Linked DNA regions of Anas platyrhynchos: region 2 is linked to region 1. The links are chromatin contacts, called in public Hi-C maps. All regions are on one chromosome and are shown on one strand. The core of a region is the stretch at or near the end of the contact, and the rest is flanking DNA. Distances in the headings are between cores, read along the strand shown.

Evidence for each region. Hi-C and Micro-C count contacts between places; a contact is called where the count stands out from the background.
Region 2: a Hi-C map of liver shows a contact between it and region 1, with 2.3 times the contacts expected there. The contact joins two enhancer-like sites. A contact is called at or near these places in 2 of 8 Hi-C or Micro-C datasets (liver and subcutaneous adipose tissue).

Annotation. Positions count from the first base shown.
Region 1 is chr5:63,141,836-63,149,585 of IASCAAS_PekinDuck_T2T, forward strand. It overlaps ZNF143 (zinc finger protein 143), which reads left to right. Exons shown (of 16, transcript XM_027461359.3): 10 at 1,137-1,262; 11 at 3,405-3,584; 12 at 4,872-5,099; 13 at 6,358-6,506. Among named protein-coding and RNA genes, the nearest start is that of WEE1, 18 kb to the right of the region's middle. Within about 2 kb of position 2,701, at least 3 of the 8 cell types and tissues checked have an H3K27ac peak or open chromatin away from gene starts, as enhancers often do.
Region 2 is chr5:63,325,624-63,333,373 of IASCAAS_PekinDuck_T2T, forward strand. SBF2 (SET binding factor 2) reads right to left here. Exons shown (of 41, transcript XM_038179378.2): 19 at 6,561-6,733; 20 at 6,222-6,295; 21 at 5,644-5,839; 22 at 4,631-4,758; 23 at 2,491-2,666; 24 at 1,427-1,572. Among named protein-coding and RNA genes, the nearest start is that of SWAP70, 150 kb to the left of the region's middle. Within about 2 kb of position 3,793, at least 3 of the 8 cell types and tissues checked have an H3K27ac peak or open chromatin away from gene starts, as enhancers often do.

The sequences.
Region 1 (7,750 bases), core at 1,451-3,950:
CATATGATCTTCTGTTTCAAAGTTGAAAAGAATGTGGATGGGAGGTCCTCTTATTTTAGTATTCTTTATCTAATTGAATCAGGAAGACATTTCTCTTGAAGTGAACTCTGCATTTCATACTCCATTCATGTGTGGCTATAAACAGCTTTTTGTCTACTAATACCGTATTTGTGGTCAGAGCCATTGTACCACCTTAGTTCAACAACCCTTGCCTTTGGTATAGTTCTTGTTAAGTACCGAATGCTCTCATTTTAAATATTTATAACTTTACTGGGTTGGATCATGAAATTTAGTTTATTTTAGATTTAAGAATGAAGTAATGCTCTACTTGGTAGCCATCCTGTGTGTTTTTCAGAAATCAAAAATAGGATTTCTAGGTGTTTTAGGGATATATTGAGAACACACTGAAATTAAAGCAGGTGCCATCTTCTTACAGACTGTAACTTTACTTTGTGTAAATATACATCACTAGTGGACAGAAGGAAAATTCAAGTTACTGTTTTTAAATTGATTTTTGGGTGTTCTCTGGTCATGATATTTTCAGGGAAATGCAGAAGGGAAAATATTGGTAAAATGCTGTTTACAAAATTGTTAACAAAGAGGATCTGATCCAAAGCTTGCTTTAGATTGTAGAGTTTTTAATGATGATGAGTTTCTGAAAGTAGTCCTGTAGGGAGTGAGCATCTGTGACTGGTGTCAGTTGGCATGTATACATGTGATAATAATATGGTTTAAAAAATATTAGAATAACTTGGAGCCCAGATAGCAGTAGATATTATTACTATTGACTTCATTATTGATTTTCATGTGAGCTAATAAATGCCATTTAGATGATAGTGTTAGTATGAAAAAAAGAAAAAAAAAAGACCAGATAGAGAGCATACAGCTTCCTCAGAAGACAGGATTTGTCCACATTATAATCATTACAGTTTATCCCTCTGAAGGGAGTAAGAAGTATACTTTATTAATAAATGAAGAAAGAAAAAAAATATAAACTGTATCTAGAGGTCTGTTGTTCTGTACGGTAGAATGAAGAGCTTGTACAGAGTGAAAGTGATGGTTGCGCTCTTTAAAACCATCAGAAATGGTTTCTAATTTTGTATTTATACTGTTGTAACGTCTTTTCCTATCTTCAGGGTATGGGTTAAAAAGTCATGTCAGAACACACACTGGTGAAAAGCCGTATCGGTGCACAGAAGAAAATTGCACCAAATCATTCAAGACTTCAGGAGACCTGCAAAAACACATCCGAACTCACACAGGTACTATTGTCACTTTTTTTTTCTGGTTAATTCACGTATGTGGATTTTTTTCTCTGATTGCTCTGTTACTTTATACTTATGAACTGAGCCTGTGTATGTTCTTTCTGAAGCCCAGTGAGCTCAAAAGCGTTTCAGCATGGTTAACAATTTACTTCAAATCCAGCATGCTTTTATTGTAAGTGTGCTGAAGCATTCACACTACCATTGCAAACGCACCAACATTTCGCAGTGTCACTTACGTTGTCACTTGGTGCCTCTATGGTTTCATTTGCAGCTATAAAAGAACAAGGATCTTCACCTCACTAATCCAGTTTACCTTTTAGAAACGGCATCAGTGTTTTTACATTTCGGTGCTTTAAGATAAATTGCTTGTGGGGTTCATGAAGATTGATAGTTCTCAGATTATTGCTATCTCCATTTCCCTTCTTGCAGCAGAAAAATGAACAAACATATGCTACAAAAAAACAAATGTTAATAAATATTCCAAACGTGTAAAAATACAACCATGTCCTTTGTGCAAATTGATGGAGTTGTGTGTGCTCATACTCCATGCAACAGTGCACCCAGTGGAGGCAAGCAAGTCCAGGGACACTGCCCACTCTTGCATGGCTTTGAAACTTTATCTCACAGACCAGCGTTAGTGCTTCCTTCATTTTCTGCCTATTTCAGCCCAAAGTGATTTCAGTGGCAGGCCAGTCTCACTTCCTGCTGCCATCATGTGCTTTGCCTCAGCTTCCTGAGCCCCTGGATCACGGATTCTGGTGTCAGAAAAGCTGGTGGCACCAGGCGCTGCTCGGCTTCCTCCTGGCTCCTGTGGGGCAGAGCTTGAAAGCGCTGTGACCTGCTTTGCATTGCTGGTGCTGGAAATCTCCATCACCTGGAGACAGGTCACTTTTCTAGCAACTCCATTAGAAACATAAAGGCTGGCCTGGCAAACCAGTCGGATGGCATTCCTGCAGGCCTTCTCGGAGAACAGTCATTGTTTTGGTTTGTAATGGAGGGTCTGTCGTTGGGCGGGGTGACTGCGGCCCTGCGCCTTTCAGGCTGTAACTTGAGGTGCTGTGGTGCAGGAAGGATTAGGGGAGCCATGGTAACACAACATTGAGGCGTGTACACTCACATACGCTCTGCCTTTTGGCAGAAAAATGAAAAACCTTCCCGAAACAGCTGCCTTAAGGAGTGAATTACGGTTTCCTCTGCCAAGGAGCTAACTGCTTTGGAGTTTCATGGTATTAACGGCTGTATCAGGACTTCACTTTTTATTTCTGCCTTTACCACTACAGATACAACTTTAAATACTTAATCTGCCCTCTCTTGCTCTCAGATTGCTCTTCGGTAAACAGTACAGTGAGTGTAATGTGCTTAGCTCTAAGCAGTGTGAAATGACCACAGAACAGCGTGTCAGGTGTCTTGCACTTCTCCCAAGTCAGCCCCGCTTTGCTCTGCCCCCCAGCAACTCTATGTGCTTTGGTAGATCTGAAGGGTCAGGGAGATTAGGTAGGGACTGATCTTATCTGCCGTTCATGGTGAAGGTTTTGGTGGAATTCAGTGAGTTACCGTGTTTAAATTCATAATAGTCTTACTAACAACAACAAAAAATCTGTATTTGTGATTGCTTTGGTTTTGGGGTTTGAAACTTGAGTTTCAAGGCTGTCTCTCTTTACAAAGTTGGCTCTGCTCTTTTAGGTTAAATGCTTTCTGTGGTGAGTTTTACTAATCCATCTGGATCTTGGTTATATACTAAATCATGAAGGTATTTTTTCATCTTGTTCATTACAATTGAGAAATACACAAATAGTATAATACATTTGTATTGAATAATGTATGTAAGAATTCGTATGGGGGTTAAATACATGTTAGAATATGGCACAGTATGGAAGCTAGTCAGCAACTGAGTCTGTTTTGTACATCATAAAGTACTAACCTAAATACTTCATAATTTAGATCACAGACTACAGTTTTCTGAAATTATGCCAGATATTGCTAAAGAGCACTCCACATTCACATGCTCATGGTTATTTTTGACTGAGGCTCTTAATTAGATAGCTTTGCATTCCAACATTTAGGGTAACTTAATGATTTTTGTATTCTTTCATATTTTCTCCATCTGTACCTTTTCTTATTATTTTTTTTTTTTTTTAGGTGAAAGGCCCTTTAAATGTCCTTTCGAAGGATGTGGCAGGTCATTCACAACATCTAATATTAGAAAGGTTCACATCAGGACACATACAGGCGAAAGACCTTATTACTGTACAGAACCAGGATGTGGGAGAGCTTTTGCCAGTGCAACTAATTATAAGAATCACGTGAGAATACACACAGGTATATGAATGGTGTTTCTGTGTTTTGAAGGAAACCTGCTTGGGAGGGCCTGTGTCATTCTTTTTTTTTTTTTTTTTTTTTTTCACACTGTTTTGGTGCACTCTAATTTGGTATAGTCATGTTTATGTGACCTGAGCTGGTACTTTTGTTTGGGCCTTATCTCCGCTCAGCTGTGGAGAGGTAAGCAGTTAATTTTCCCTCCTTGCTGTCAAGGTATAAAAAATTTCATTTGGCTCCAAAGCTCTTTGAAATGAATGTGAAACTTTGCCTTCAGTGGACACCAGGTTAGATACTTAATATAGTTCTAGGGTTTGCCAGTGTTGTGAGATGTATATTAAGTAACAGCAAAGCATAAGCCTGAGGTTGACTTTGGCTCACCTTTGTGAGTCACCCTTTCATCTCAGTTGTATTTTCCTTGCTCCAGGAATGGTGATCAAATCCTTATTTTCATAGACCAGAGTTGAAAATACTTAGCCACCTTGATTGGCAGGGTTAGTCAGAAGAAATAATCTGCACAAATTAGAAGGCTTTAAAATGTAAGAGCTATTAATGACTCTTACTATGTATATAATATCATCTTGGTAGCATTATATACAGCCTTATATATTTTATAGAAATACAGGCAAATTTGATAATCTGAGATAAAAAACTCATCTCTATCTTTTTAGTTTATAATGTAATTTGGATGTTTGTTCATTGATTTTAAATTAAAGGTGCTTTTTATGTTAAACCCTGTTTGTTTAAACATATGCTTCCTGTAGATTTCTTCAGACCTTAAAGACTCAAAAGTAAAATAAATTCTACTAGTATAACAACATAGCTGATCACTGAAGAAAAGTACAGAGCTTCCACTAATACAGGAACAAAATTGTCAGTGCTGTGCCAAACTGACATTTAGATTGGTATCTTCCCAGAAGCCCATAGTGCTACGTATGTCACACAGGGATGCAGTTTCCATTTGTTTTCATCCTTAGGATCAGTTTCAAAAGATTCTGCAGATTGCATCTTTCAGACTGCATCATTCTGTCTTCATCAGAAGGACATTTTATATGGAATGATAGGGAGGAAAAAAAGGGCCTAACTTTCACTGGCAGTTAAAAAAAAAAAAAAAAAAGAAAGAAAAAAAAAGTGAGAGGCTGCATTGATAAACTAGAGCTTCGATACTGCCTTTGAAATTGAAATTTGGTTGGTAATAAAGACTTGTCAGTAAATATCTACAAATTTATTGTCAATTTTGTTTGTGCATCCTGGATAAAGTTCTCTTTACCCCTTCTGTTTTCCATACAGGGGAAAAGCCCTATGTCTGTACAGTTCCTGGTTGTGATAAACGTTTTACAGAGTATTCCAGTTTATACAAACACCATGTTGTACATACTCATTCCAAACCGTATAACTGTAACCACTGTGGGAAAACATACAAGCAGATTTCTACACTTGCTATGCACAAGCGGACAGCACATAATGACACAGAGCCAATTGAAGAAGAACAGGAGGCTTTTTTTGAGCCACCTCCAGGTTAGAGTTTCAGATTTTGAATCTCTTGTTGTAACAAATGGGTTGGATAATATTTTGCTGTTTTTTATAACCAAATGAAAACATAGATAAAAATCTGAGGATTTAATAAAGTTATTTAACTTCTTTGTAGGGCTTTTTAGCATGGTAGTCAATTTGTAAACAGAAACCAAGCGTAATTAACCAGCTTATAAACTGAGTTTTATAGCAAGCTGAGAATAAGAGAGAAAATAGAGCTGCAGCCCCAGCAAACCTGCAATAAAAAATCCCACTATGAACATGAATGTAGGAAGGAACCTGCCAGAGTGTAAAATGTTTGGTTGCAACCTAGGGGATTTTTCTGAGTGCATAAAACACTACAGTTGCTGGCAGTCTTTGGGGAGGAATAAAGGTACTGCCTTGTGAAAAGAAAGAATCTTGTCTGTGCAGCACCCTGAGACTATGCTGGTTTTGCTGCAGTTAACAGCAGTTTCTGTGAACAGACCTAGAGGCAAAGATGAAAAAAAGCTTGAGTGTTGTGGGACTCATTTAGAATGTTTTTATGATAGGAGTATTGTATCCTGTGAATATAAAAAAATAGGCTAAAGGAAGTATTTTGAGAACAGCTACAAATGCTAAATTCTGATTTTAGATGTGACTAAGATAAGAAATACAGATACAAACTGTTTTGATCAGATTAGTTGTTCTATTTTACTACAGATATTTGGGAAACTGCACTAAATGCCTCAAGCAAATTTGCAATAGTCTAATGCCATCTTTTAAGAGCATGATAAGATTCATTTGTTGAGGTTAAACATTTATTAAGATAATTAACGCTACTTAAATCTTCACACAAAGGCATCACTGTATTCTTCTGTATGTTTGTTAATGAATAACTCTTTGAAAAACTGCCGGTTGTGTTCTCATGAAGCCTCTTGTATGGAAAGGTTAATGTTTGCAGAATGAATTAGAGTTGTCACCTTTTTAATGTTTGCTTATGAACTATATAAATACTACACGTGATGAAAATACACATTTAGATGTGTTGTAACTTATTGATAGAAGACTGTACCCCGGCTTCTAAAAACAATTAATTTGAGACTTTATGACTTGCGTTTGTTGTTTTTCCTTCTTTTGTTTTTCTCATCTTTCCACTAGCATTTTTCTACTGAAGTATTTAAAAGCCTTCAAACCAGGCTGGCGTTTAACTGTTGTCATTTATATTTTCCTGCCAGTCTTCAGAGTATGTAAACTACCCTCTTGCTTTCTTTGTGTCAAATAGGTCAAGGTGAAGATGTTCTCAAAGGCTCACAGATAGCCTATGTGACAGGTGTGGAGGGAGAAGATGTAATTTCTGCACAGGTTGCTACAGTTACTCAGTCAGGTTTAGGTCAACAAGTAGCACTAATTTCCCAGGATGGAACCCAACATGTAAGTAACCTGTGTGCTAAAGAAATGACAAAAATATGTTGAGAATTAAGGTTGGTGGTTGTGTACGCTCCATGCACTTTCTCAAATCAGTTAGGATCCTTAATAAGTATGTACATGGATTTCTTATGGAAATAAATTTCTTTGGAGCTCATGTAGTATCTTTAAGGTTGAGCTTCCTCTGGAATACATAAATTACACCACATATTCTGATACCTGAAACTGTATCAATACAATTCAAAATTTTTTTTACTATCCTTGTTATCTTTGTCACTGTTAACAACTCAAATTCCATTGTGCTCACAATGTCGGCACAGGCTATTACAACAACTGTTACATCTACAGCCTAGTTTCTGGATTCACAGAATTCCCTGACTTTTCTATTAATATTTGATGATCATCTTCACTGTTGTCTTGCCTGCGCACACTTTTTAGGAAAAATAGTCGTTTTAGTCCAGCTGTCTGTTTTATGAGCCGTTTGGTAGTGTTAAATTCTTACTGTTTCTAACGTAAACAAGAGAGGATCAGAAAAAGGAATGTTTTGATGCTATCTCCACTTGAAAATTCCTGTGCATAGCTTTATTTTTTTAAGGTGTTGGTATGAAATTTCACTAAGAGGGGATTTCAACACAATTCTTTAGTTTAGCTCTATTAATATGTTGAAGGCATACAGGGAAAATTATGTTTCTGCTGAGAAGGTATCTGATATGCCAGTAGCATGTGAAAAATATTTTCTAAATTAGACTTGGAGATGAAAAATTAAAGGTGTCTGTTATATTGTCAGCCCTGAATGCTGCAGCAATACTAAGTAACTGGCATTTTTACCCTCTGACTAAAGGCCTTCAGGCCTTAAAATGGAGTTCTCGCTTTTATTAATCATTCAGCTTGACTTCAGTTCTGGGATGTTTTTATTGCCTTCTAAATCAGACATCAAATCAGTTATCTGATGCCCTATTACATTTATACAGGAGACATCAGTAATTTGTATTGTTGGGAAGTAATTCGTATTGTTGGGAATTCATATTGGTGGGAAGTATGCATCGTTTTTCTTACTACTGAGCTCGTTTTATTTCTGTAAACAGACAAGTGTGTTTGAAAGACCATGGGATGTTACATCTCCACCTGTAAGATGTATGTAGTGAGGGCTTTTCATCCCAGACTGGGACTTGTCCAAGGAGTGACACTAATTCTCAGGAAATGCATGAGCATCCCTGTCAGGAAGTTGAATAACAGCTACTAGATCTTGT
Region 2 (7,750 bases), core at 2,543-5,042, 180 kb after region 1:
ATTTGTACTCTGAAGCAAGGACTGCTACAGTTGTCAGCTGAGGTGTCAGTGCTGTTGTCAGCTGAGGTGTCAGTGCAGTGTGAACAGAAAAGCAAGCTGTCAGACTCTAATCACCTCACACATACCCAGTCACAACATCTGGAAAGCAGCAGGTAGGAAGCCTCACAATTTATATTTTTCTAAATTTGTCAGGGGAGGAAAAAAAGTGACTGCCATTAATCTTTATGTAACTCCTGTACTCAAGAATGTAGTTGTTTTGTACATATGCAATGAAACAACTCTTACAATTTCTTCATTGCAAAGAGAAGTGTGAATACACAGGCTTAATTATGTTTGGTCTCTCTGAGTGAAGGACAAAAAATCACACCCAGAACAGGCACTGACTGCACAGATCCTTTTGACCTGAAGATTCTGCAACATTAGAACACATACTAACTCAGCACTTAAGGAAATTCAGTTAAGAATGTATATTTTCAGCAGTATACGGACATTCCATATTTCATAACCTTTTCTTGGTGCATTTTTTCCCACCATATTTATCTGGAATGGAAAAAGAGAAATTTTTTTTTTTCTTTCCTGGAATGCTTTCTTTTTTTTTTTTCTTTTTTTTGAGAGAACAGATCAAGTGCGTTCTCATACTCTGACTTCAGAAAATTTGTATTTATCTGCATGTAAGTCACTTAAGTCACCTCACTGACTAAATATTCAAAAGATAAATTTGGCTTGTTTGATGTTTTGAAGAAATTATTAGTGTGTCATAAACACTTCATTATCGGAAATGCCTTTTTTTAATTAATTAAAAAAAAAAACAAACAAAAAAAAACCCACAAAGAATGGTATGACAAAACAATACCTGTTTATGTACAGGAGAATCTGGTTCCCTCTAGTGGTTTATTATAAATTAGCACTGGTCCAGATAAGGGTATACTGACAGCAGCACATGGTAGGAAAAGAAGTGTTTGGAAGAAAGTCAAACTCCACACGAGCACATGAACTATACAAAGAGTCCAAATCACCTTCTACCTTCTGTCTCCAAACCCTTTCAACAGAAGTTTGGAAAAACGGTATTTGCAGTAATTTGCAGACTTCTGCTGCCTTCAGATATAATTTGTAATTTTCACAAATACAAAATTTGCCTACAGTATTGTCTATTTCTTGAATCTCACTAAATTCTGCTTTCTCAGTATAGACTAATTGCTGATGTCAGGCTTTCTAAAGATATTATATGAAGATAGCATGATAATTAATACAAATAATAAATTTATTATACTTTACTACTTTTGCCCTGTATGTCTGGTCATCACAAACAAAAACACTTTAAGAATGTATGTTTTTGCAACCTTTCTTTCTCCTGTCTAGGAAGACTTCACAATTTCTTCTTCTAGGTAAGACATATCAACAAAAATGGATAATACTTTATTATTACCAGAGACATCATCATCTTCATTCCAGCCTGGACGATTCCCTCTTTCTTCCACTATTGTGCCCGTCTTCTTCTTTAATAAATACTGGCGACCAATTGTCATCTTCCCAGCACGTTTTGCTCCTTTCACAATACTTTTTGAGAAGGTACTATAAATTCATAGCAATAAAAATATTTCAAAAGATGGATATAATTCTCCACAATAGCACCTACAGATTTTTAGGATAAATGTGCTTACCCATATAAAAAACATTTTGTATTTTCTCATTTAACAACAAAATCATAACCACCAGAAATATGACTTCCTATATTAATTTTTTAATGCCAATTTTATTACTTCGAGAGTAATTTCACCTATTATATATATAACATAATGAATAAGCAGTCATAATATTTCTTTAGGCATTTGTACTTTGCTAGCAATGTAACAAATCTATGAAGTTGGCAGAATGAAGGCAGGAAAGGCAGATATTAACCTTAAAAGTTTTAAGATTCCATGACTACCTTGGAATTCTACTTCCCCATGTCAACAATGCAATAATCAAGAAAGAATCACTGAAACTACCACTCTGGAATTGCATAAGAATCCATCTAGTCTAGTAAAAACTAATGTGCAACACAGAATTCAGAAGAGGACCCTAAACTGAAAATCTCAATTAAAGTACACAAGGACAACTGAACAGACTATACTAAAGAGTAAAATGAATTCTAGCCCACATTAAGTTACTAACCTAAAATGTAATACACAAGAAATCTGTTTCTATGTTGGCATAGTTTGCATAGCTGAAAATGTTATTTATATTGTGCGTGTTTCAAAATGTAATGAGATACTTGTTTAAATTTACTGCAGCAAGAAGTTTGGATAAACAGTATGTTCTTATATACACATTTATTTCATATCAATCTACCTAGTTTTCAGTAAAGATAAAAATAGAGAGAATAGCAATCAGTTATTTTGGTTTTCTTGAGAACTGATTAAATGATCTGGAGATCTGAAAATACGTCTGACTGATGTATTTGACTAGTAGTAAACAAAAAGAGTGACAGAAGAAGGAGAATGACTATACCGGAATGAAGTGTTCTTTTCTTTTTGCTTTGGTAAAATTATCTGTGGTGCTGTTTGCCCAGCTGCAAATGCAAAAGTGCTGAAGATAGATTGAGGATAGCGGAACTTCATTAGCTGTTTCTTAAATATTTCCACCACTTCAGGACTTACTTCTTCATCAAATGCTACTTTAATTAGCTGCATATAAAGACAGGACATGTTAGAAACTAAAAAAAAAATAACTATGATAAAATAAATTAAAAGATCCTAATATATATTAACAAAACCCACATACTTAGGCAGTACTATGCCCATCAGAAAATACAAATACATGTACGCATATCCTATTGATTTTGAGGGATATCATACAGCTCATTCTTTTTTTGTTGTTGTTGTTATTTACTTTTTGCATTTATGTTGTAACACTAAGGTATTTTCACTATGAAGCATCTGGAATTCTCATAATACCAAACACAGAAATATTTTAAGTGGTTGTGCTGGCGCTATGATGTCTACAACAGTTAAAGTGCTAGTCACATGGGATAGCTCAGGTTGGAAATATTCTGTCAGCTCTACTATATATCAGAAAGTAAAGTTGGCAATGTACTCTCATCAAATCAACAAATTCAGCATTCATATGTCACAAGCATTAAACTTCCATTATTTAGTGATCCTAATTTTTACCTCACCTTCCAAAGTCTAGAAAACTGCTAATAATAAAGCGTAATAGTGAAATCTGATCTTTGGAAAGGAACTAACCTCCTGCTATTCAACACTAATCCATTCATCCTGTTAGAAATGTTTTTTAAAAACTTCTCATTTATTTATTATTTAATTTTTATTATTTAATTTTTCTTATTTTTCTTTAAATCACACTCCATCATTCTCAGCCAAAATGACATTCAAATCTTCAGGGAAAAAGAATTTAAAAAAATAAGGCAGCGATAAAATAGGGATTCCATAAAAGGGCTCAAAAGAACTTTAAGAATGTGAAAAAAGCAAACAAAGAAATATCCTTGAGCTTTATCTTTGATTGCATAGCTACACATGCTTTGAAGTTTGCTTGTCATCTTGAAGGTGGATTTCATTATTTTTTTTTTCACTTGTTTTGTAATTACTTTCCAAAATATTAATAACTGTTGTTCTATGATCTCTTTGAAATAATTTTTAAAAGCTATACTGATACAAAGTTTTGAAGATATTAAATAGCATGACTACAGCCAAAACATTCTGAACATCCTAATTAATAAACACAGATGGGGGATGGGGCACTGCTATCTTGTACTGTATCAAATGCTAGCTGTTACAAAGGGAACAGAAAGAAAACTGTTTTCATTTTCATAACCTAACACAGCACTATGCTAAACAAAAGCAGATATGATGTTTGACCAGAATCCAGCACTAAAAACATTGAGCTACGTCTGCATTTAGCACATCAGTGAAGTATGCTAATTATCCTGGTAAAATATTTCTGGAAAAAAAAGTTTTCATCAAGTCCTCTCGGAAAGTCCACAGGAACAACTTTGTTGTTGTTGTTTTCCTTATTTGTATTCTTAATCTTGTCCTTTTGACTGGGATATTTAAGGATGATCAGTTAAATAACGTCCGCTTTGTAAGCAACTACTAAAATGTTGATAATCTATTTTATTTTCAGATGTTAAAGAGTTATTGTTCTCAGTGAAAGTTTGTTTCTGCAGTCAGCCACCCCAACAGAGTATTTCTTGACTTAAGCACTGAAGTCTACTTTCAGTCTGTGATATAAATTCTTTGCCTTCAACTTCCCATCTCCTAGGATTTAACCACAGATTAGATTACCACCAATAAGGAACATTTGGAAGCTTCAGAGAAGTAATGATTCCCAATTCTTTGAAGTCCCATCTCTGTCAACTGCCCTGCACTAAATGCCTCTGCTGAACACAACGAAATAGCCTTTTACTGAATCCAAAATAGAAAGGTGAGAAAAGCAGAGAATGAAACATGAAAACCATAATGCTGTATCAACTGGGCCAAAAAAAGTGAGAGTTTCTGCAAAAGGAGTCCATATTCTGTATTGACCTTGACATGGCAGGAAACTGAACTCTTCCTAGGTATCAGGACAAACTGCTGCTCAAAAATAATCTGAGCATTCTGTGTTACATAAGTTTTACAAAATTTCCTTTTACCTGAAAGGTAGCTGAAGTGATCTGCATTCCTTCTTGCATACTCTGCTGCAACTGGTTTTGTATAGTGATCTTCTTCTCCTTCGTAACAGATGCAATAGGAAAGCTCCGGATCACCACCTGCTCTCCCACTGAGGACCACAGAATGTTGTTTATAGATACTTGTTAGATTACAGAATCAGTTTTGTTTTGGTCACACTGTACTTTGAACAGTTAGGAATGGCCAAGTACAAAGCAATAGGAAAAATAGCAGTACAGAATTAATTTCAGGCGAAAGACCTTACAAGTTGAGAATTCAAGTATTATCCATAATCTGATTTTTTTTTTTCTGCTTAATTTGTCATAGATGGAAAAATATCCTCCTTCTCAGTCTTCCTACATATTGGAAATGTACCCCTACAATCTATGTTGGAAAGGGGTGAAGAAACAGTTTCAAACTTACTCCATTTTTGTATTGCATTATGCACCTTATAAAGAACGAATGTTGCATCCTAATTTCTTTACATGTGACTATGAACTTTCCAAAATAAACTTGTACTTCTGAAAGACAATTTAATTTAATGGCAAGTGTCAAAATATAAAAATCTATCATTCAGAAGAGCAATTTCCATTACATATTAAAAGCAATAGTTAATTTATTAATACTAATCGAAAGGAAAATACTAACTTATGAATGTTTTTCATTTTACACAATTCCAGTGTCTGAAAAAAATGGTTTATTGGAAAGCTAGGAGTAGTGGAAACCACACATATATATGAACATCAGTATAGGAAAATATGTAAGAGTATAGTATATATGTTGCCTCATTTGAAGAAATCCAGTTAAGTTAAATACAAAATAAAGAGCAATCATTGTCAAAGCTAGTGATGAAAACCTATAATAAAAGATCATTCCAATGTGATCAATGTGAAAAATTATACTTAGAGGTATATCCGTTTTGATGCTGATGCTTGGATAGGCCAACTCAAAATCTTGCCTATCTGAAGTACTACAGTTATTGTTTAGTTTTTCTTACCCAGCTGATCATGAGGAGTGCCTTTGAATATAATTCGGTAGGTGGTAAGGAACAAAGCTCCTTCAGCAGGGAGGATGTGAGGACCTCCAAGCAGTCCTCCTGTAGCTTCCTCTCTGCCATCAGGATCCAGTAGCACACGGAGTCCTTCACAAACAAATTCTTCTCCTGGCAGTAAAGCTGGTCGTAGAATTTTGGGCTGATGCAAACAAATTAGCGTAAGTGTAATAGGGATACCAGTGTTATAGCTCAGCCTAGTTAAATTTGGCATAAAAAGATTCAAAACAAAATTGTTATGAGACTGATTCCACAGAAAGGAGATGGTGTTTGGACTCAACTAAGAGAAATGGGTCTCAAAAAGCAGAGGGTATGCAACAGCTTGTTTATGATCAGAAGTCTGGCTCTTCTAGTTTTGTAAGTTCATGTTTCAGGAGACCAAAGCCAAGTGCTATTTATCATTGGTGGAAAATTTCTAACAATGTTTTGATGTTTCCTCCTAACATTATGAGGGGGAAAAAAAATGACTGAATTGCATGATTCTAATACTTGTAAGGAATACAAACATGTTTCATAATACTTGCCTTCTGTATTGGTGGAAGCCTTCTGCTCTCACGATGGACAGCCTCCAGGGTCTCTATGTGCATTGCTACAATGCCTGGAAATCAGTAATACCATAAATGAAGTCTGGCATAATACGAAAGAGAAAGTTGCAATCTAATTAGAACTCTGATACTCTGAAACTCTCAAATTTAATCATCAAGGGAATAGTTAGTTGAAATTCAACAGCAATTACAGTCTTTAAAGGAAATCTGATCTTCTATCCCCACTGAAATTAACTGAAAGGAAAATATGCATTTCTCTCATTAGAAAAGAAGAATAATGAAAGACTACAAATGCATATTTTTTGTCACAATTATTACCTGGTATCATGCAGTGAAGACCCTTGATGTGATCCTGTGTAACTCCGCTCTCTGTGCAAACCTTGTCAATAAATCTGGTGATGAAGCGTACAACTGCATTTGCCACATCATTGTTCTCAGAGTCCTCAAACCCACTTTCAGTGTCATAGCTCTCTGCAACACTGCCTGCAATACTTTGGAGATAAACAGAAGATATTTCAAGTGTGGAAAAAAGAAGCTGGTGAAACACACATGATACCTGCCTAGACACATGAAAGCTGTATCTTTTTCTAGTAAAAACACATAAACCACTTGCTGAAAACATATGCTCCTACCACAACTACACTGTATTCCCAGTATCATTAACGGTGTCAGAATTGCATGATGACATAGAACATTTTCTCCATGAATTCAGTAGTGAAGACCAGCCCATAAGAGAAAAACAGATCAGCTGCTTGGAAATAATCTCTATGTCTTCTCAAAAAGTTAATTACATTATTTACAACCCATGCTAAATACAGAAGAATTAATTAAATGAATATTATAATTGCAGAGTAAAGTATTTAAAAACAAAAAGACTATTAAAAAGTATTTTGTGCATCAGGTATAAAATACAATCAAGTCAGTGGGAGATGTATTTCAAACATCTGAAAAGGCTTCCCATAACAACATTAAAAGCCAGATCCATACATTGTAATATATGCTGCAACTCTTCTACTGAACATATCTCAATGACTGAATTTAGAGGTGCTTAGTCAGCAGACAGTGGAGTTCAATACACATAACCTATTTGCTTGATGCCAATGTCCTCATATAGCATTCTACGATTTTATCATATGAGAATTTTGACTGGTCATAGCTAATAATGAAGACAATAAATAGAGAGGGAGGAAGGCTTGCTATAAAATCTCCTGGATTTGTGTGCTAGGCAAAGGAACTGTCTTTATGCTCCTCCTGCCCCCTTAGTAATCTAACATTTGTCCAAGTGGTATAGTGTTCATGCTTTTTCTGACCTCAGTAACTTTCTTCCTTAAAGGTGTAGCAGCACAGAAATTTTAATTTTAAGGATATTTATATATATATATATATATATATATATATATATATATATATATATATACTTTCTTGAAAAAAAAAACACAACACCCTTCAGGAACATAAACTCAAATTATAGGAAAACTAACGGAGTAAACAGAGTAATTTTGGGGCTG